7 separate regions of the Mus musculus genome follow, and regions 2, 3, 4, 5, 6 and 7 are each linked to region 1. A link is a contact called in public ChIA-PET and HiChIP or PLAC-seq data. All regions are on one chromosome and are shown on one strand. Each heading gives the region's core, a stretch centred on a gene start, on an enhancer-like site or on the middle of the called end of the contact. The rest is flanking DNA. Distances are from core to core; before and after follow the strand shown. Region 1 holds the start of Arhgap11a (Rho GTPase activating protein 11A). Region 2 overlaps Aqr (aquarius). Region 3 overlaps Fmn1 (formin 1). Region 4 overlaps Fmn1 (formin 1). Region 5 overlaps Fmn1 (formin 1). Region 6 overlaps Fmn1 (formin 1). Region 7 overlaps Fmn1 (formin 1).

The links. ChIA-PET counts read pairs in DNA pulled down with a chosen protein or histone mark. HiChIP or PLAC-seq counts read pairs in DNA pulled down with a chosen protein or histone mark.
Region 2: a contact with region 1 is called in an RNA polymerase II ChIA-PET map of effector CD8 T cells, with 113 read pairs. The contact joins the enhancer-like site here to the promoter of Arhgap11a in region 1. A contact is called at or near these places in 13 of 39 promoter capture datasets (the 3T3-L1 cell line, the C10 cell line, the HPC-7 cell line and 7 more), 1 of 15 datasets of contacts at CTCF or cohesin (pro-B cells), 24 of 484 Hi-C or Micro-C datasets (CD4 T cells, CD8 T cells, the G1E-ER4 cell line and 12 more), 45 of 115 datasets of contacts at active chromatin or transcription factors (the 230-238 cell line, CD8 T cells, DN3 thymocytes and 28 more) and 4 of 9 other capture datasets (adipose tissue, embryonic stem cells, liver and 1 more).
Region 3: a FOXA1 HiChIP or PLAC-seq map of pancreatic cancer cells shows a contact between it and region 1. The contact joins the enhancer-like site here to the promoter of Arhgap11a in region 1. A contact is called at or near these places in 1 of 39 promoter capture datasets (cranial neural crest) and 3 of 115 datasets of contacts at active chromatin or transcription factors (the NIH/3T3 cell line, bone marrow-derived macrophages and pancreatic cancer cells).
Region 4: an H3K4me3 HiChIP or PLAC-seq map of bone marrow-derived macrophages shows a contact between it and region 1, with 6 times the contacts expected there. The contact joins the enhancer-like site here to the promoter of Arhgap11a in region 1. A contact is called at or near these places in 3 of 39 promoter capture datasets (the C10 cell line, cranial neural crest and embryonic stem cells), 1 of 15 datasets of contacts at CTCF or cohesin (the NIH/3T3 cell line), 2 of 484 Hi-C or Micro-C datasets (both in embryonic stem cells), 6 of 115 datasets of contacts at active chromatin or transcription factors (bone marrow-derived macrophages, embryonic stem cells and stem cell-derived neural progenitor cells) and 2 of 9 other capture datasets (adipose tissue and macrophages).
Region 5: a contact with region 1 is called in an H3K27ac HiChIP or PLAC-seq map of bone marrow-derived dendritic cells, with 5 times the contacts expected there. The contact joins the enhancer-like site here to the promoter of Arhgap11a in region 1. A contact is called at or near these places in 7 of 39 promoter capture datasets (cranial neural crest, embryonic stem cells, frontonasal cranial neural crest and 4 more), 11 of 115 datasets of contacts at active chromatin or transcription factors (bone marrow-derived dendritic cells, bone marrow-derived macrophages, cardiomyocytes and 6 more) and 2 of 9 other capture datasets (adipose tissue and liver).
Region 6: a contact with region 1 is called in an HNF4G HiChIP or PLAC-seq map of pancreatic cancer cells. The contact joins the enhancer-like site here to the promoter of Arhgap11a in region 1. A contact is called at or near these places in 1 of 39 promoter capture datasets (cranial neural crest), 6 of 115 datasets of contacts at active chromatin or transcription factors (bone marrow-derived macrophages, embryonic basal ganglia, embryonic stem cells and 2 more) and 1 of 9 other capture datasets (embryonic stem cells).
Region 7: a contact with region 1 is called in an H3K4me3 HiChIP or PLAC-seq map of bone marrow-derived macrophages, with 6 times the contacts expected there. The contact joins the enhancer-like site here to the promoter of Arhgap11a in region 1. A contact is called at or near these places in 2 of 39 promoter capture datasets (both in the C10 cell line), 5 of 115 datasets of contacts at active chromatin or transcription factors (the NIH/3T3 cell line, bone marrow-derived macrophages, cardiomyocytes and 1 more) and 2 of 9 other capture datasets (adipose tissue and liver).

The regions. Positions count from the first base shown.
Region 1 is chr2:113,847,268-113,849,967 of GRCm38.p6, reverse strand. Arhgap11a (Rho GTPase activating protein 11A) reads left to right here and starts at 1,307. Exons shown (of 12, transcript NM_181416.3): 1 at 1,307-2,007. The coding sequence starts at 1,879.
Region 2 is chr2:114,143,788-114,146,487 of GRCm38.p6, reverse strand. Aqr (aquarius) reads left to right here. Exons shown (of 35, transcript NM_009702.3): 14 at 758-860. Among named protein-coding and RNA genes, the nearest start is that of Mir7002, 5.4 kb to the left of the region's middle. Within about 2 kb of position 1,412, at least 45 of the 459 cell types and tissues checked have an H3K27ac peak or open chromatin away from gene starts, as enhancers often do. A contact at or near this core is called in CD8 T cells, DN3 thymocytes, the SCID.adh cell line and 7 more, where this site is marked.
Region 3 is chr2:113,377,950-113,380,649 of GRCm38.p6, reverse strand. The region is part of intron 2 of Fmn1 (formin 1); the gene reads right to left. Among named protein-coding and RNA genes, the nearest start is that of Gm13963, 12 kb to the left of the region's middle. Within about 2 kb of position 1,294, at least 16 of the 459 cell types and tissues checked have an H3K27ac peak or open chromatin away from gene starts, as enhancers often do. A contact at or near this core is called in pancreatic cancer cells, where this site is marked.
Region 4 is chr2:113,448,624-113,451,323 of GRCm38.p6, reverse strand. The region is part of intron 4 of Fmn1 (formin 1); the gene reads right to left. Among named protein-coding and RNA genes, the nearest start is that of Gm13963, 58 kb to the right of the region's middle. Within about 2 kb of position 1,288, at least 94 of the 459 cell types and tissues checked have an H3K27ac peak or open chromatin away from gene starts, as enhancers often do. A contact at or near this core is called in the NIH/3T3 cell line, adipose tissue, bone marrow-derived macrophages and 1 more, where this site is marked.
Region 5 is chr2:113,493,281-113,495,980 of GRCm38.p6, reverse strand. The region is part of intron 5 of Fmn1 (formin 1); the gene reads right to left. Among named protein-coding and RNA genes, the nearest start is that of Gm13963, 100 kb to the right of the region's middle. Within about 2 kb of position 1,345, at least 19 of the 459 cell types and tissues checked have an H3K27ac peak or open chromatin away from gene starts, as enhancers often do. A contact at or near this core is called in adipose tissue and bone marrow-derived dendritic cells, where this site is marked.
Region 6 is chr2:113,536,682-113,539,381 of GRCm38.p6, reverse strand. All of the region lies in intron 7 of Fmn1 (formin 1), which reads right to left. Among named protein-coding and RNA genes, the nearest start is that of Gm13963, 150 kb to the right of the region's middle. Within about 2 kb of position 1,296, at least 49 of the 459 cell types and tissues checked have an H3K27ac peak or open chromatin away from gene starts, as enhancers often do. A contact at or near this core is called in embryonic basal ganglia and pancreatic cancer cells, where this site is marked.
Region 7 is chr2:113,396,151-113,398,850 of GRCm38.p6, reverse strand. All of the region lies in intron 2 of Fmn1 (formin 1), which reads right to left. Among named protein-coding and RNA genes, the nearest start is that of Gm13963, 5.7 kb to the right of the region's middle. Within about 2 kb of position 1,355, at least 71 of the 459 cell types and tissues checked have an H3K27ac peak or open chromatin away from gene starts, as enhancers often do. A contact at or near this core is called in bone marrow-derived macrophages and liver, where this site is marked.

The sequences.
Region 1 (2,700 bases), core at 58-2,557:
TAGCCTTCTCAAACTGATTTCTTACAAAACCGAAAACCACTTGCCCATGGATGGCACCACTCACAATGGGATGGGTCTTCCCCATCAATTACTTAGTAAGAAAATACCCTACAGCTGGAACGTGTGGCATTTTCCTCACTTGAGGTTCCCTCCCTTCAGATAATTTTAGCTTGTGTCAAGGTGACATAAAAACTATCCAGTGCATACATACATGGATGTAAATAGAAAGCACTATTTAATATTCAAAAGCTAACCTAAGCACCTTAAAAGGAATTCTTAGCCATCGAAGAACCAGAACAACGTGGCCTAGAGAAGGATATACACAACATAAGTTATTTTTATAGTTATGACTGAATGCATACACATTCTCTCTCTCTCTCTCTCTCTCTCTCTCTCTCTCTCTCTCTCATGTGTGTGTGTGTGTGAGAGAGAGAGAGAAAGAGAGAGAGAGAGAGAGAGAGAGAGAGAGAGAGAGAGAGAGAGAGAGAGAGAGTAGGATTACTGGTGTTTGGAAAAGGAAAGGCAGCTCTGGGAAACAAGAGGAGAAGGTGATGTCATGCATTTAAATCAGACAGCTGAGGTTTCAGTAATGGCAATGGCAAACAGGACTTCTGGTCCTTTAACCAAGTCCCACAGAGGTAAACTATTGCTGCAGCTGCCTCCTACAGCTCCGTATTCCTCCACTACTCTCTCGTGACAAGTCATCTTTGTTGTGCTTAATTACCTTAATTACCTTATGTAAGAAAATTTAATAATACCACCAGTCTCCCAAAGAAGGACCAATGGCTCACAGTTCCAATTCCCTTCTAAGACCTTGGGTCCGGGTCTCAAAAACAAAACAAAACAAACAACAACAACAACAACAACAAACGGCGTTTGTGATTCATAACTAAACTTGACTCCTCCCGCCTTCCGTAGAATCGGTTTTCCCTATGACGGGACCTTTAGCTTTAGTGGAGAAATGAAAGGGCGGAAGTGGGGGGAGGTTATGAGCTGTCTATTCGGATCTCCGAAGTATATTGTCCGAAGAGCAAAGCAAACATATTTGAACACGTTTTTGACATTTTTCTTCCAAAGAAATAGGCAAAGAGAAAGAGGAACTCACTCTCTTCACATTTCTTAACCCTGATCTCAACGCTCGCTGTGCTTTCGGCTTTGCCGGAACCTTTTAGACAGGCAGCTCCTGGCCACCCCAAAGGGTCCTCATTTTGAAAACAGGAGCGGGCCAATCGGATGCGGAGCGCTGTTTGGCGCTGGCATTTGAGCCACTGCTCAGGTGCGGTCGCGTCGGGTCTGATGTGTGCCGAGAAGGTGGGGCGCTGGCGGAGCCGAGTCACTAAGCTTTAGCGGGCCGGGGCCACAGGCAAGGCTGATGGGCTAGGGGAAAGGCTGCGTGTGAGACGGGGTGACGGCGGGGACCAGCCCGGGCAGGGACCGGGACTGGGGATCCCTGAGCAGCCGGCTGGCCCGGCTGGAGGGAGTAGCTTAAGGTTGCATTTCCATCTCAAGAAATCAGAGCGGGGAAGGCCACCCTGCGGGGAAGAGGATAAGTGGAAGTGTCCGGAAGCGAGAAACTAGCTGCAGGCGTTAGTCTGGGGAAACGGAAGAGTCAGAAAAAAGGGAAGTTTGTGGAAGTAACTGACAGGGCTGAGCGACCCGGAAAGAAGGCTGGTGGAAGTGAAACAAGAGTGAAGAGAGGCGCGAGAGAAGAAGGTCTGTGTAAGTGGATCGAGGGAAAGTGGAGGAAGAGTGCCAGAGGTGGCTGGAAGGCAGCGGAGCAGAGCGAGCCTGAGGGCGTTTGGCAAGTGGAAGAGTTGGTTGGTGGCAAAGAAAGTCAGGACCCGGAGTCGGCCTCGGAGAGTAGGCGACGTGTTCGGGATGTGGGATCAGAGACTGGTCAGATTGGCCCTGCTGCAGCAGCTTCGAGCTGTCTATGGCATTAAGGTCAAGGGTGGCCGCGGTCAGTGCGATCGCAGGAGACATGAAACTGCAGCTACGGAAATAAAGGTAAGTTACAACGTGTTGGGACAAGGGCATACCCATTTTATTCTGGATAAGAAAGACACGTGGTTAGAATGCAGTCTCGGTGGTGATGATCAGACGTGCCTCCCTATGTTGCCGTGGGTTTTTGTTTTGTTTTACAGTGCTAGGAATAGGATACCAGGCTCCCTACTTAAATACTGTGCCACCGATCTGGTAATCTGTCGTGTTTTAAACAAGCAGTATGTGGGGGAGGGGAACACACTATCCTGTCAGGCTGGGGTGGGCAGTCAGAACATTTCAAACGAATCATTAGGGAGACAGTCAGGCCAAGTTTAGAAATAGGCTTCATAGGATCCTTCTGTATCCAGCAATTTACGAAGAGGCCTGCTGCCCGACATTTTCGCAGTTTCTGATCTCTTTAGCAGAGTAGACATTACCCACCCAACATCAACATTTGTCCTTGACAAAACAAAGCTGTTTTTTTAACAAGCAAATTGAGAAACCAGAGTTGGTTGAAGTTTTTTGTTTTGTGTTGTTTTAATCACTCACTTTTGCTAAAGTCTCAGGATCCTCACCTCCACCCCCTGCTCCCCAGTTACTTTTGTGTGTGTGCACTGTTGGACCCATGCCATGCTATGCCATGCCATGCCATGCATCTGTGGTCAGAAGGACAACTTGCATGAATTCTCTCCTGTTTGTGGACCTTGGAGATCAAAC
Region 2 (2,700 bases), core at 163-2,662, 300 kb before region 1:
CTTTTTGTTTTACTCTGTACTTCCACAAGCCGTGGCTCTTCAGAGTCTGCGCAGGCTGCGTTGGTGCCCACTGTGCTGCCTTTGGGTGGCTTTCCTATTGAGTTGTCAGTGCATTACACAGTCAATGTCAAAAGCTGTTTCTTTGGCCTGGAAAAAAACAAAAAAGTCGAAAATAGATTAGCAGTTCTGGTGTTCAGAATAGAAAAGAGGGATTTTAGAGAAAGACAAAACATTTGTGTTGTGAAAGAAAAATGTTACTAATAAAAGGAAAAAAGAAGCATAATTTATTCTTTCACATAGCAAATTATATGCAAAATGCATATTTCACATTATGTTATATTCTTTTTAAAAATGTTTCTTTGAGAGTCTGGTGTTGGTAACTTTTTCAGTAGAAACATTTTCTGTTTCGTTAATGTTGTTCTTAAATGAACCTGGCTTTGGATAGTCTGCATGTGGGAGTGAGGAGGGGCTACAGGAGCTGCTGGGCCTCGGCTGGGTCTGCAGTGGTAGCTTCAGTGGTAGAAGGTCCGTGCTATCTGTCAGTGGATTCAGGTACCATGAAAATACTTTAAATATTTTAGCAGAATTCAAAAATTCTAATTCCTGTTTCTCATTTTTGTTGTTGTTGGGGTTTTGTCCATTTGTTTGTTTTGCTGCCTGTGCGGTAGGGATATCTTCACTTTTTAAGATAATCAATAGGAAAACAGGGTTCAAGAGGAAAGGTGAATGACCTGAATAAATCTTCTCCATTCTGCAGTTCAAACACACTCCACCAGGTGGCATCATACCTCTGCCTCTTGCCAACGCTCCCTAAAAATGAAGACACAACTTTTGATAAAGAGTTTCTTCTAGAATTGCTGGTAAACATTAATATTTAACTGTCTTATAACTTCTCCTGTGGCTTTTCCCACATTTCTGAGTCACTCAGTGATATAAACAGTACTGACTGCTAGAGTTCGGGCTCAGTACTTTGCCTCTTGTGTTTGGAACTAATTAAATTAGGGGTTTGGGGGGCCAGGCCTCAGGCTTGGTTTTTCACGTCTGTGGTTTCTTTTCTCACACCTCTCAAACCTTTAAGCTCCGTTACGGCAGGAAGTCGCTGTGGCACTGAGCAGCTTCTGTGTCACCCTGCACTCATGCTCTGGAGATTCAAAGAGACCACAGCTAGACACAGTGCATGTTAATAACCGTGGCCATGTGTTATTTTAAAGGCAGTTATTCAAAAATTCTGTATTCAGTATCAGGTCATAGCCTTGATACTATAAATTCAGTAACTTAGAAATACAGTAAATGATTTCTAAGTGGCTTAAGAATTCTAAGCAATTCTTCAGTCGTCTTTATTTTCTAAACTAGCTTTTTGTTGTGGTTGTGGTTGGGTGTGGTGACTTTTTACTGTTGTTGCTGTGGCTGTTGTCTGGGTTTTGGGGTGGGGCTTGGCTTACCCTGTACATAGCGCACCACTGCACAGTCGTTCAAATCAGGGAATGAATGGGCTTCTCATGCAGTGGGCTTCTCCTGTTGCCAGGAGGGAGCACGGAGACTCTTCACCTGCACCTTGTGGAGCTCTCAGAAGACTTCTTGGACCTATTAAATTACGTGACTGTTAACTAGGTACATTTTATTAATGTGGAGGTAGACATAGCACAGTGGTAGAGACTGCTTACTTACACAATATAGTGACTACTATACCAGCACCGCAGGACGAAAGAATTCAAGGAATTCCATAACTTCTTAAAAACTCTTTAGTATTGTCTTCATTTCACCTTGTTTGGACATGTAGTCCACTGCGTTGTGTCGGGACACCTCCTTTTCATACAACATTTTCTGAAACAGATGACTATTTATGTCAAATATTTAGCCATGTCACTAACTTATGGCTCCTTAAGTGTTGACAGTTTTCACCTTTACAGATAACGCACGCGCACGAGTGTGTGTGTGTGTGCGCGCGCGCGCGTGTGTGTGCGTGTACACCCATATGTGAACATTTAACCAGAACCAGGAACTGGTTATTTCACCATGTGTGCTTATGGCTGCTGGGTTAACCTCCAAAACCAACACTCTGATGAGCCTGCACTGCCTTCGCACCAGCCTTGGTTTTGCTCAGTCTTCCTGCTTTTCCAGCAAAACAAAACAAAACAAAACAAAAGGATTTAAAGTGTTAGTTTTTCTGTTATAAGATTAAGTAGCTTTTCATCTATTTCAGACATTTTCATTGCTGAGCAAAACAAATAAGAACTAACTAACTAAATAGGCATATGTGTCTGTTGATTTTTCTTCATATTGAACCGTATTAGGCATGCCGTTCCGGGCTTTACTTTCCAAGCTTGTTCTTGTACCCGACAGAGAGCATAATTCCTCCCTGTAGGAAGATGATGGTAATATGCTAAATGTGGAGAGCAGAGACAAAGCATTTGTAACAGGTGTTTAAGGCCCAGTGACAGGTGTCTGAGTGTCATTTGGGGAGCGCTTCAGATTAGTTCCAGAATGGAAACTACTTTTTTCTTTGCATGTTTGCTCTGAGCATGTGCCTTAGATGTCTGTCTTTGCCTGTCCTCCTACAAGTCACTTGTCACTGTCTGTAACTGCAAACGCTTCCTAAAAATTCCCTGAGCTCTTTTCTGACAAGAAAATCTCTTTCAAGTCAGGCTGTTGGTACCAATACGAAGTTTTTATGAACAAAAGAAATAGAAACCTTTCCCA
Region 3 (2,700 bases), core at 45-2,544, 470 kb after region 1:
CTATTTTGTCTCTATACTATGTTCTACCAATGGGAAAAAAGAACCAAGTTATCAAGTGACTCACTTTAATTAATTTGGATGTTCAGAACACATTTAAATGCATGATACATTGTGAGTGGTGATCACTCAGGAGCCCTTTACAAATAGAGTTAATCTTGCAATAATGTTAGGAGGTATATTTCTTAAAAAACACAAAAACAAAGTAATCATTACATAGCATCTGTGTTTTCGGCCCTCATCTTGAAGAGTGTGACCTTATAGAAAAGCCATTTGGAACTGGTGAATCCTCTCGTTCAATCAAATGCCACCCCGGTGGCTGGGAAACAGATTAGTTGGTAATGGGTCTGCCATACAAGCACAAGAATCTGCCTTTGGATGCCCAGCACTCATACAAAAGACAAGGTTTGGTGGCTCACGCCTGTAATATTAACAAAGACTAGAGGTAGAAAGAGGCAGCTCCTGGGGGTCTGCCAGTCAATCAGCGAGCTCCAGGTATAGTGAGTGAGACGGCCTCAAAAAGTAAGGTAGAGAGCAATAGAAGAAAACACCAAAATGGCCTCTTTCATCTACATGCCCCGCCCCCATACCCACTAATGCCACACACTAGGATAAGTACCAATGATAAAACAGAATAATTTCATACACTGATTATTAGCCTTTTGTTATACATACAGACAAGCTGGAAAAAGTTTGTTTACTTCTCAGTGATACATTACTCATAATTGGCAGAGTTTAATTCAGAGATTCTGACTTCAAGACAGCGGTTTAGTGAGTGGTATGGTAGGGAGCCTGGCTTCCTTCCAGAACAGGGGCCCAGCTCAGCTGAATAACTGTGTGGACTATGGCCTACTTGGCAAACATGGGGGAAGGTGACCAAAGACTGCTTGTGTCCTCAGAAGGCAGATCTCTTTCTCTGAGAGAAAAACCAGATCAATGGTCATTAAGACATGAGTTTTCTCCAAAAACACAGAGGCTAAAATTGAGCAGCTTTTGCAATGATAAGACTGGCAGTTTCCTGACAGAGGCCATTCATGAGGCTAGTCATACATCACGCCATTTTTCTAGACATTTGTTCTTAAAGACATGAGGAAGCTGACAGGGCTGTTGCTTATAAGAGAAAAGCTGCAGATGTGTGCTTGTGATTATGAGGTCTGCATGTTTTTAGTAGAAGGAATCAAATGACTTAAATAGTATTTGCTGATAACATAAAACTGGTTGTAAACATGAGATAGTAGCACACCAATATGCATGTGAATCCAGTTTGGAGTAGGAGCATCTTGGACTGTAGGGCAGCAGCTGGCACTTGGCAGGCATCCATAACTTGAAGACATCTGCACTGAGGCCAGAATGGCTATCATTATGACCACATAAAAAATTGTGACCACAGCAGCAAATGACAGGCAGGGAAAATGTTCCCTAAGATCCCACCTCCTCCCCATGTAAAAGCAGTGTGAAAGAATTAATCAGTGAACTAATAAAAGAATCAGAAGCATATTTATGCTAACAAGTGTACAAGTTCCTAAATCTGATGAGACCTATAAGAGTTACTCAAAATAATTACACATAGCTAAGTGGGAATCCAATTATTTGCGGAGCATAACTCTTAATCATTTCCGTAATAAAATATTTGGATGGAAAAGACTTTCAGTTCATTTAGCGTAGCTGTATGTCAGTGTAGCTTCTGCTTTTATCTTGGTCTCTATTCAAGTGATTAAGGCAACTGCTCAATCCCAACCCCCATACTTCTGATGTAGTAGGTTATGGGATGAGCCTAACAGCATTTTATGCACTTTCTGCTTGTGGTCAATGATGCTGTTGTTCAGTGTCCACAATGTAAAAGGCACTGATCTCAGTCGTGCTGGCTCTCCCATGTGTTAACACTTCCTGTGGTCATATAGCTCCTTTCCCTTATTACTTGTGCACAATATAGGGAGACCTTTACTCAGCAATTACTAGCATAGCAGTTATGTAACATAGCCCATCAGGCATGTCCAACCTTTTGACATTGAGATATGACATTGTCATTACAAAGTTAATGCCCAAGAACCACAAAATCAAGTTACAAAAAAAAAAAAAAAAAGAACTCACAATAATAAAATTGTAAGTTTACAATTTTGTGTTGGAGCACACCCACAGGTCTCTTGGGATATGTGTGTTCCCAGGTTGGAATTCTACAACCTGTATCAGATACTGATACCTGTGCACCAAAGATACACAGGTGAGTAACAGCACAGCCTCTGCTCCCACAGAGTTCAAAGTCTAGAGAGATAAATGCTAATAAAGTTGTCTGGTAAACATTATGCATTAAATTTCCCTGAGAATAAAAGGAAAAGATGTTTATCTTACAATGAGTGAAATCAGGAGTTTTACAATGAAGAAGATGGTTAGGATTCAAATGAATTTATTATACTGAAATAGCTTTAGATTTAGAGAAGGCTTTTAAACATCCCTAGTCCCTTCTCCCATCGCTTCAACACGCGCAGTTTGAGGCTTTATGTGACCAAGGTTAAGAACAGGGTAAGAATATATGAACAAAAACTTTAATGCTTTTCAAACGAAAGTGATCTAAATATTTTTGGGGAAATAAGTGATAAACATATACTGAAGAACAAAGCTCTTCAGTACACATGTGTGTGTGTGCGTGCGCGCACGTGTGTATGTATCATTCTAATTTACAGAAAGGAAGTGCAATAAATTACC
Region 4 (2,700 bases), core at 39-2,538, 400 kb after region 1:
TCAGGATCCACTGGCTCTGCCTCACCAGCACTGGGATTACACGCATCACCCTGCCTGGCCTCTGTTGGTATGTACAGGAGATTGTTCTGACCCATACACACGCCCTTTATGCTTGCACCTTCATGACCTCAGAGCCACATCACCGGTCCTAAAAAACTCACTATCAAGTGTATATACAAGAATTTATGTGTATAAGAATCTAGAGGAAAAAGCAAATTGAGGTGACTGGCACAATGTCTGGGTGAGTATAGCAATAGCTACAATAAGTGAAAATAAATAAGTATTCTGGAAAGAGATAGAAATATGGAATGAATTTGAATATGTGGTGTGAACTGGCACTTTTGCAAGAATGTAGCACTTACTAAATGGGACTGGGCAGATGGGTATCAGTTTGAGAAAAACAAAATTTATATGTTATTACTGATGTTTGTTAATATAAATTCATTTTATTTGGAAATAAAATCTAAACTCAATCAGGGCAGGAACCTGGAGGCAGGAGCTGATCCACAGGCCATGGGGGGTGGGGGGGCTATTTACTGGCTTGTCATCCTTGACTTGCTCAGCCTGCCTTCTTATAGAACCTGGCACTACCAACCCAGGGATGGCACCACCCACAATGAGCTGGACCCTCCCCCATAAATTACTAACTAAGAAAATGCCTTATAGCAGGACTTATGGGGGTATTTTCTTAACTGAGGTTCCCTTCTTTAAGATAACTCTAGTTTGTGTGTCAAGTTGGCATATGATTAGCCAGAACAGCAAATAACTACATAAATGCATAAACAAAAGCTATGACTTAAACTCTTTGAACACAGTATTTGAGTCTGCACTTGGGATTTCCTTGTTAAATGTCAAGCTTTAGCTGAAACTGAGTTTGGGGAAGTTGATTTTCCCACCAGGGTTCCAAGCGTTACAAGAAGTGGAAGCTTAGCACTTTTTCACCTCCAGCTTCCCAGTCTGCCCCTCTTTTCTGCATGTACCCACAAAATGCAAGGCTGTCCTGGTCTCTAGTTTGGACATCTCTAAATCATGTGCTATCAAAATCACTTCATGCAAGTGACCTAAATGGCCATAGAACACACAACAAGCAAATCCACTGCCTAGGCAGCTAAAGAGGACTTGGGACAAGTCATCTAGACACATGACTTCAAGGCAATATCCACCTAGGCGTAACACACTCTGTTAGCCATGGATGGGGAAATTAAAACTCAGACGACAGTGAGCCAATAATTCCATGATATTTTTAGCTCTCCCTGGCTGATGAAGCAAGGCTGTCTGACTCACTAGGAAGAGCTCTCTCACTTAAGGCAAATGAGAAGCAAACCAGAGGGTAGGCAGATCCTCAGTCCTGTGAGGGTTGAGCTGATCCACAGATCTCTCGATAAGAAATATTTCCAAGTTGTTCTGAGCTTGGTACCTCCAAGCTTCTGGCAGTGAAAGTCCTAGGAGAGGCCACCTATGCGGGTGGTTTGCTCATAACTTCAACAGCCTGTGCTGAGTTCTCTTTTCCACAAAAGCCATGACCCCCCTAACACTGAGAGGACAGAATTTAGGGCTTGCCAAGCCTAGCTCGGGTGTGTTGCCAGTGGAGAACAAGGTTTCTTAGATGCACAGAGGAAGAGAAACCAAAGGTGCCCAGTTCATATAAGACCACACGAGAGCTTTCGCTCTTCATGACTCCTCCCTCCGACGGGCAATTAATTAAGAGACTAATTCAACAAGAGGTGCCATTTTTAATTCCACAAGCTTTGACTTCACTTTCTCTCGGGATTTTGAGTTTCACCATAATAATATATTGAGAAATGCCACCAGTCACAGAACATAGTAGCAGAAGAGAAGCGAGTGTCAAGAACTGAGAGAGGTTCCTCATCTGAACCTGGGGGCACAAACAGATGCCTGGTCATCAGGCACACCACGCAATGATGATGGCAGCATGCTTTTTCAGTAGCTTTTGGTTCTCATTACATGGTTTTATTGACTTTTTGAGATTTGTTTCTTTTTATATTACATAGATGGGTGTTTTGTCTGTGTGCAGCATGTGCAAGCAGTGACCTCAAAGGCCAGAAGAGGGTGTCAGATACTCTATATAATTAGAGTTACCTACTGTTGTCAATTTCCATCTGGGTGCTAGGAATCAAACCCCGCTCCTCTGGAAGACCATTTCTGTGTTCTGAGTCACTTCTCCAGACTCCATGACTAGGGTTTTAAAAATTCTCAAAATACTTAGAGTCACTAAGCAAAGGCTCAGTCAGAGAAGGCTCCTGAGTATTCAGTGCATCCAAACGTGACCCGAACTGGGACAAACTCTAGACTTGGCTAGGAACTGTATCAAACTCATGAAGCTTTAGGCATGAGATGGTTAGAAACATTCTAGAAACAGAAAACTAGTTCAAGAAACAAATCCAACCAAGCATTTATTATTAAATAATGTGTCTGGAGATATATTTAGATAAAATGCAAGGCGTGTGTGTGTGTGTGTGTGTGTGTGTGTGTGTGTGTATGAAAATTTTTCTAAAAATCTTAAAATGCCCTGGATAAAGTTTTCTATAATATGTGCAAACACAGTCCGGCGTGGTGGCACACGCCTTTAATCCCAGCACTCGGGAGGCAGAGGCAGGCAGATTTCTGAGTTCGAGGCCAGCCTGGTCTACAAAGTGAGTTCCAGGACAGCCAGGGCTATACAGAGAAACCCTGTCTCGA
Region 5 (2,700 bases), core at 96-2,595, 350 kb after region 1:
CGCCCTTCATGCCTGCACCTTGAAGCCATCTGACCTGAATGAGGTTAACCTTCCCAGCTGCCCCTCCATGTCCTAAAATCCAACTCAACAGCCACAACCAGGGCCTTGGAAACACAGATCTGCTTCTTTCTCTGCACAGTACCAGTCAGTGGATCTCACGGTCTTGAGGGTGAAACTAGAGGACTTGAAAAAGCCCTGCAAGGACTCACCCACATGTAAACGTAGAACCTAGGACTTGGCAAAAGTGACTTTCCTATTCTAACACACAGTATAAAAGGTCTGAAAAATTCCACTTCAAGGCTTCATTTTCAGCTGCTGTCCTGTTTGCCACGACTATGTTCTAGGGACCAGGCTCTCTGTCGTCCCTTAGAGTCGCCAGACTCTTCACACCTTACACTCCACTCAAACTGACAGTCCCTAATAGTGTCTCTCCTTTCCCTCTAAAACTGCACCTCTCAGAGCACACCTCGGAAGCACTCAGCATGAACATCCCATGAGACAGATATTGTCATACTCTCATTCCCCCTTTGTCCCCCCTTCCTCTCTCCCTCTCTCCTCTCTCCCCCTCTCCTCTCCTAATTCCCTCTCTTCCCTTCCTTTCCTCCCCTCTCTTCTCCTCTCCCCATCCCAATGCGTCAAAAGTTTGTTCTGATTCCTTTAGCTGCTGCACAGTGCCAACAACCAGTTTGTTCAGTTCATTAACTTCACTAATACAACCTGAAAGAATGATCAGTGAATGAGATCTCTGACTCCCTATTCTATTTTTAAATGAAATAGATGAAAAATTAAATATATTATAAATTAAATAAAGATGTTTAAATGAGTATGTTTAGATGAAATAGGCTCTTAACTCATTTTTTTATATATCCTTTTCTCTTTTGTCATGTACAATGGATGTCTGGATGAATACACGGAAAGACAGATTTAATTGAAAGAGAGGATATATCACGTCTGTAAATTGATTTTAGCCTTATCTCTGTGTATAACATGCACACCATTTTTTTTAATTCCATTTTTTTTTTCAAGAAAAAAAATTTAGTATAAAAGCATGCTTGGTTCAAAAAGTAAAAGGGTCAGCCTGCCCTCTAGTGGTATATCTAGGAATTGCTTCTGAAATGAAACCAGGTTCCCTATCAGACAGGAAACCACATTTCTCAGTTAAGACTGTGTACCACTTATATTCCAACTAAAGAAAATTAAGACAAAACTAATGGTACCATTACCAACAAATGTGCAAGCTTCCACAAACATAGTAAGAAACTGTCACCCACATGGAAATCAGAGACATATATCAGATTACATTTTAGAAAGATTTTCTTCCTAGCTAGCAATGATTATACAGTTTAGGGAAGGAGTGTGCTGGTGGTACACGAAGAGGCAGTAATAACTTGGTACAAGCTTCCATGCCACCAGGAACTAATAAGCGCATTTCTCCTTCTATCTCAGCTCCTGGTTAGTGAACATGGTTTGACAACATCTGCATTTTGTGGGACAAACGTTCAGACTGCGGTACCCTGGATCCTGGGTGTGTTGGGGACTGGCTACTCCACAGCCTCCATCAGAACTCAACTCCAAGTCTGCTCACAGCCTTCTAAGGAGCCTGAATGGCTCAGGCTCAACCAAAGCAGCAACACACAGGATTTAATTCTGCTAAACTTGTGATGGTTTATATTATGCACAACAAAAAAGATAGATGAAAATATCCCTTAAGACACTCTCTGTCTTCCTTCACTGGCATCTTGGTTACACTGATATGAACATTTAGGGGAATACCAGGGAGGTTTCTAGAGATTTTTCATATGTCACATTTGTGGCAGTTTGGTTACACTGATATGAACGTTTAGGGGAATACCAGGGAGGTTTTTCATATTTCACATTTGTGGCAGTTTAGTTTAATGCCCAAACTGCTCCCCTGTCCGCTCAGAAATTATGATTTCCATGTGCTGTGTTGATGAAGACAAAGACACAAATGAATAGATCTCGGATTAACATTTTTGTGAGTTTAGCTGTATGAGCTCATGGGCAGAGAGCACTCCGTTCGCTCCAACAGCAAAGTGTAAACCTTGAGAAAGGGACCCATGAACTGGGTCAGAGATGGAGAAGTAAGGACGCCCACAAGTTTCCCCTAACGAAGGCCGCTGTGCCATCGGTATCTCCTGGAGACAACGTACAACCTAGGTACATTTTCCACTTGGCGGCTCTCCCTGGACCATTTCGCCCTGGGAGTTACCATCAATGTGACTGGATTGCACAATGAGCGGAGCCTGCCAGAGGCCATGGCTCCCTGGTGCTTCTCCTCACTTAGGAACAGAGTGTGTGATGAATGGAGTAAACCAGAAGGCTTCCCGTAACGGGAAGGTCAAGTACTGGCTGCGGCATTTCCTTGTATCCCACAACCCAAAGACTATCAGTTAAGAACAGACCAAACAGCCTGTCATTCCTCGGAAGCTTCCAAACAGCAGAAAGGACTGGCCCTAGATGGGACTGGCCCTAGACGGGACTGCTAAATTATTACGCTCTCCTCGACAGACAAAGGAAATGCCTTTTGTTTTCCCTATCTCACCTTTTTTTTTAGCATGTATCTCAATGACAACTAGATATGATTTTTATTAGATATTTTCACTTATTTACATTTCAAATGTTATCCCCTTTCCTGGTTTCCCCCTCTGAAGCCCCCTCTCCCCTCCCCTCTCCCCCTGC
Region 6 (2,700 bases), core at 47-2,546, 310 kb after region 1:
GCGGATCTCAGCTGATAGGTGAGAGTTCTGTGTCCTGATCCAAGCTCCACCCCCTTCTCCAGCCTCAGAAGCCCATAGCTTCCATGAGTGGCAATTCAAAGGCTAAGCCCCTAAAAGGCTGAGTTTCACAAAAGGCATCACAAGACCCAGCTCCCTGATGTCTTACTAATGCCTTCTAAACATAGAGTGCTGCAGGCATCTCGCTGCTGCACACTGAATCGCATTCTTCCCTGAGCAATCATCTCAGAGTCTCAGCTTTTCCATTAGCAAGATGATTAGAGTACAGAGTGATCTATTTATAATAAGCCCCAGCTTAAGCACTGTGGCTTTTCTTTGGCCCTGTTTTAAATGCGTCTCTCTTTGTTAATTAATGTGCTTTATCCCAGAGTTGCAGGTCACAAGGATGTTCCTGAGGTGGACAGGGAAGAGAGAACCACGCCCGAGGAGGATGCTCCAGCAGTTTTCAGGATTGGTGAGAATGCAATAGGCACATGAAAAGCAATGTTCCAGGCTTGTCCTAAACTGAGAAAGTTGACAGAGTCTATGAGGGTAGAGAACAATTCGATAACCAGACCGTGAATGGACTCGGAGCTCTCTTTTGTTTTTAAGACTCCCCTTCTCACCTGGGATATTTTGCACATGCAAAACACCTTCATGTGACTTAATAAGGCACCTGGCATAAAAGTTCATTAATGAAGATGAAAACACTAAAACTCAGGTTATTTAGTAACCGGGGCCTGGAGCCAGATCCCAATTAAACCACTGTTGTGGTAAAGGAAGGGATCAAACTGCCCAATAGGTTCCATCTGGCTGCTTCTGTGGGTCAGCAGAGTGCCTCATGGCCGTGTCAAATTAGCCTTTTCACCTTCTTTCCAGTGCAGAGGATCTAAAGTGCTTGTCCGGGGGCCCTGGGCTGCTCAGGGGTCCGACACTCACTTGGAAGGCCCTGGCAGGTAAGGAATCCAGCTGGAAACAAGCATGACTCACGGGGAGCCAAAACCTCTTTGTCATTCATTTCACTGGAGGGCCCCTAAACCTCCAATCCCATTTGTACCCCACTGAGGAGATCTGATAACGGTCCTGGCTTTTCAAACTTCTGGCGGGGGCCTCACTGACCCATAACAGGACTGTACACATGATTTCTTCTCATACTGTCTTTGTAAATTGACCATGGCTAACCTTGCAGTTCTAATCAGATCAATCAGAATAACATTTCTTTAGCTGCTGCTGGCTGGCAGCCTCCCGGGCTGACGTGTGACTCAGAGTCAGCAGTAGACACCAAAGTCCAATTTTTGAGTTTCCAGGGGTCTCAGGTTTCTTTTGCTTTTATCACAGTTGGTGAGCTTTGTAAGGCTCGTGTTTACAGCCATGCAAATTAGCCTCAGCTGGAGAGAACTCAGGTTGGGCCAAAAGGAAATCAAACAGCAGGTCAAAGGTATTTTATCAAAAATTACAAGTGTGGCCACAGGACTGGGGTTAAACCAGGCTCCCTTAGGAAGTAAGTGGACAGCTCTGTCTGGTGTAACCTGAACTCTTGGCCTTTAGAACACACACAGAAAAAAAAGTCTGTTAAGGGATGGTGGGGTGGTGAGGAGCCACGCCAACCCAGTAGTTCCAGACCAGTTCTACCAATGGCTATGGCTGTCAAGTACTCTTTGTGTACATGGACAACGGTGAATGAATGTTGCATCTTTAGAGAAAGAAATGTGTGTGCAACTTGGTCTGCAATATGCTCATTCAGTTTCTAAACGTCTGTGAGACAAGGTCTCCACAGGCAGATAAATTCTGATATTTTGTACCTGGAAAGTTGTTTAAACTTCCTTTCCAGATGCTATGATACTTATAAATGCTAAATGCTAAAAAACAAAAACAAAAACAAAAAACAAACAGACCAAAAAAAAAAAAACTCAAAAAACCCCAAAACAAACAAACAAAAAAACCCAGACCCTAGTCAGCTACCTTCAAGGCAAGGTAGTTGACTCCAAAGCTGCATTGTGATTTTCCAAAGATTGCCAGTACTTAAAAGAACTTCATTTTAAAATTATTCCATCAAAGCTAAATAGGGGTTATTAAAATCACAGTTACTCTCTGAGGCCGGATGAGTATCCAGGCCTCATACGACACAGCAGACGCTGTAAGGCAGCTGAGTCTGCAGAACACTCTAGGAGTACTGAGATATTGGTCTGGATGGGATTCCCTTGCCCAGTTGCCCCATTACACAGAAAGTTAAATTAAGGCTGCTGGATGTTTAGTGTTCTAGTCTTCAGAATCACCACCTGAGCCTCGGAACCCTTCAAACTGAAGCTCATCTATTGACAGAATGAGACGCCTGCCATAAGGAGACTTCAAAGGCCTTGTCCAGGACCTCATTCTTGCCTAGGGTCAGTGAGACCTACAAACCAGGCTCATGGACAGCGAGCCAGTGCGACTCTCACCAGACCAGGACTGGAAATGGTATTCTGATTTAGCGGAGTGACCCTGAAGTCAACATTGTAGTTACATTTAAATGAATGCATTGGTTTTCACGTAACTAAGAACACGGCTCTGAGCTGTCTGTCCTTGATTGGCTCCTTATGAGCTGTGTGATGCTGGGCGAATTACCCAACCTCTCTCCACTCCAATTTCCTCGATGACAAAATGGGAATAAGATGGTAATCATCTTCTTCAGGTCTTGTGGAATTAACTAAGTTAATACATACC
Region 7 (2,700 bases), core at 106-2,605, 450 kb after region 1:
AATTTGATATCTCAACTGCTGCTTTAAAGGGTGAGTTTTGTATGGTGACCGCTTTGTAGAATCATCCACCATTTGAGTGCTGAAGGCTTCCATACCTCCACACAGAGTTATTTAGTCGCAGATTCATTAATATTAGATGCTTAACTGCCTAACTCCCGAGCAGGGGAAGTGACTTATTTACATAGCCTGTAGGGAAAAAAAAATGCCAAATTGCTTTCTAAACTATCTCTTTTATGGACTCCTTTTTTGTGGTTGAAAGGGATTTTCTTTTAAAAGTCACTAAGTTGAGGCTGCAGTTGCTCAGTGAGATGATGGTAGCGATGTGGACCTTGTAATATAGTTGTGAAAATCTGATGAGATTCAGTGGATGAAAGGGCTCTGCCAGTGACAAAATACTGGGTGAACGAACGTGACACTTAAATAGCCTGCTTCCCACTGCAGGTACCACAGCTGTTGGCTTCAAGGGTTACCCTGGGTCATGTGGAGGCGTCTTCCCATGAGACATGGTTTGTTACTAAGCATCATGTGAGGACACGCGGGAAGTTCTTTTAGATTTCAGAGGAAGAGATAGGCAATAACCAAGGGCACATGATTGTACAGAAAGTGGGATTCCAAGCCTTCATGGACAGGAAAGCGCTAAGCAGACAGGAATCAGAAGAGAATGGTGGACTGGCAATTCAGGAGAACAGGATGCAGTGCAGAAAGGAGAGGAGCCCGGGGCCGAGTGTTTGTGCAGGAAATAGATGTAAGACGGAACTTGGAAAGGAAGGTCAGTGTAGATAGATGAAAAAGACAGGCCATCCTTGTCCACTCTCCATATTACCTCCAAACTTACTGACCAAGTTCCACTGATTTAGTTGAGTGGCCTTAATATTTCTACGTATCCTTCAATAGACCAGGGAGAAAAGGGATGAAGAATTGAGAAACAGGCAGGAAAGAGGAAGCTGTAAAGCTTGGCAACGTGCCCAGAGTGGAACCGACTCAGCCGACAGGAAGAGGAGGCAATAAAAGAGCAGTGTAGGCTGCAGGCAGGTTGGAGCAGAAACCAGGGAAAGAGGGCAGGGAGAGACAAATTACTGTAACAGCTAAATTGCAGGGCCATGAAACTTGAAGGATTCTGGATCCCACTTCCTGGTGAGTCTTCTGGCTTTGAAACCTTGGGAAGGAAAACTGATACTCATAAATAACTACGGCAGGAAAACTGCATACTGGAAGGAGTGTTCGTGTTGATTAAAGGCAAGGGGGTTTCTTGACAAAGAAAGAACTGTGGCTGGCTGGAGCTGCCGAGAATTTGCAAGATGCTATCATGGCTATATGTGGGAGTTAGAGAAAACTACAAGGCAAATGCTGCAGGAAGCCATGAGCACCTGCTGTTATCCAGGCACTGTGTTGGGAGTCTGCTGCTATCCAGGCACTGTGTTGGCAGTCAGAGAGGGGAAAAATGAGACAGGGTCTGGTGGACAATAGCAAGGAGGGGTTTTACATCTTATATCCAACAGAGAAGATAAGGCCAGACCTGCTTCCTTCAGGACCTTTTTCTCAAAAAAGATCAAATCATTATCCAACCACAGATTTCCTTTCCCATTAGTTTTCAGAAGCCATGTTTAATACTACCCAGATTCAGCACGTACCTTAAGGACCTGCAACAAACTAGAGTCTGTCTACACAGAACATCTGTTTCACTGCAGTGTCAAGAAATGGATCAAGAATCCACCTGCCTCTGCCTCCCAAGTGCTGGGATTAAAGGCGTGCACCACCAGAGGCAGGCAGATTTCTGAGTTCAAGGCCAGCCTGGTCTACAGAGTGAGTTCCAGGACAGAGTGAGAAACCCTGTCTCGAAAAACCAAAAAGAAAAAAAAAAAAAAAAAGAAAAGAAAAGGAAAGAAATGGATCAGGACAACAATGGAGCAGGAGGCTGAAGAAATAGCTCAGTTAGTTAGGCGCTTACTGTGCAAGCATTAGACCCTAGATTCAGTCCCTAGAACCACATAGGAATGGCAGCAGTATGCACTTGTAACCTTCATGCTGGGGAACCCCTGGGGCTCTCTGACCATCTAATCTACTTAGGCACTGCAGGCCAAAACATAGACTCTCTCAAGAAACAATGTAGGTAGCAGCAGAAGGTAACATCCACCTCCCTCGCAGACATGCATGCATGCATATGTTCACTATTAATTAAATGAAATCCAAGAACATCTTTCTTCATGAAGTAAAAGCTAAATGAAAAACTTAAAAGAAAAACAAACCAAGGCTTCCAGTGTATTAAAGGGACTTGACCAAAGTTAACCTACAATACAAATATTCTCAAATCACACCCAGCGCCATTCCAACTGAAGTTCCTTCCTGAGATAATAAAACCTCCTCTTTTAGCGATGCTAAATATGACATTTCATTCCATGTAAGTCTAAAGAACTCGTATCAGTACAAGAGAGAGGGGCCTGTAAGGACATGCCTGTGTTTCTGAGGGAGCTCATAGCCTTGGTCACTCAGCAGACAGGCAGGGGTGGGGAGGGAATGGTGAGGAGGAAGAGTAGGAAAAGTCGAGAAAAGAGAATGAATGGGACCGGAAGGGAGGGAAGAAGGAGGGCAAGAGAGACAGAGTCAGATGCACAGGATAAGAAAGCACGCAGATAATAGTAGAAGGCCCGGATCATCAAGAGACAGAGAGAAAGGCCAGTTAGGGTAGAGGAGAAGCAGGGA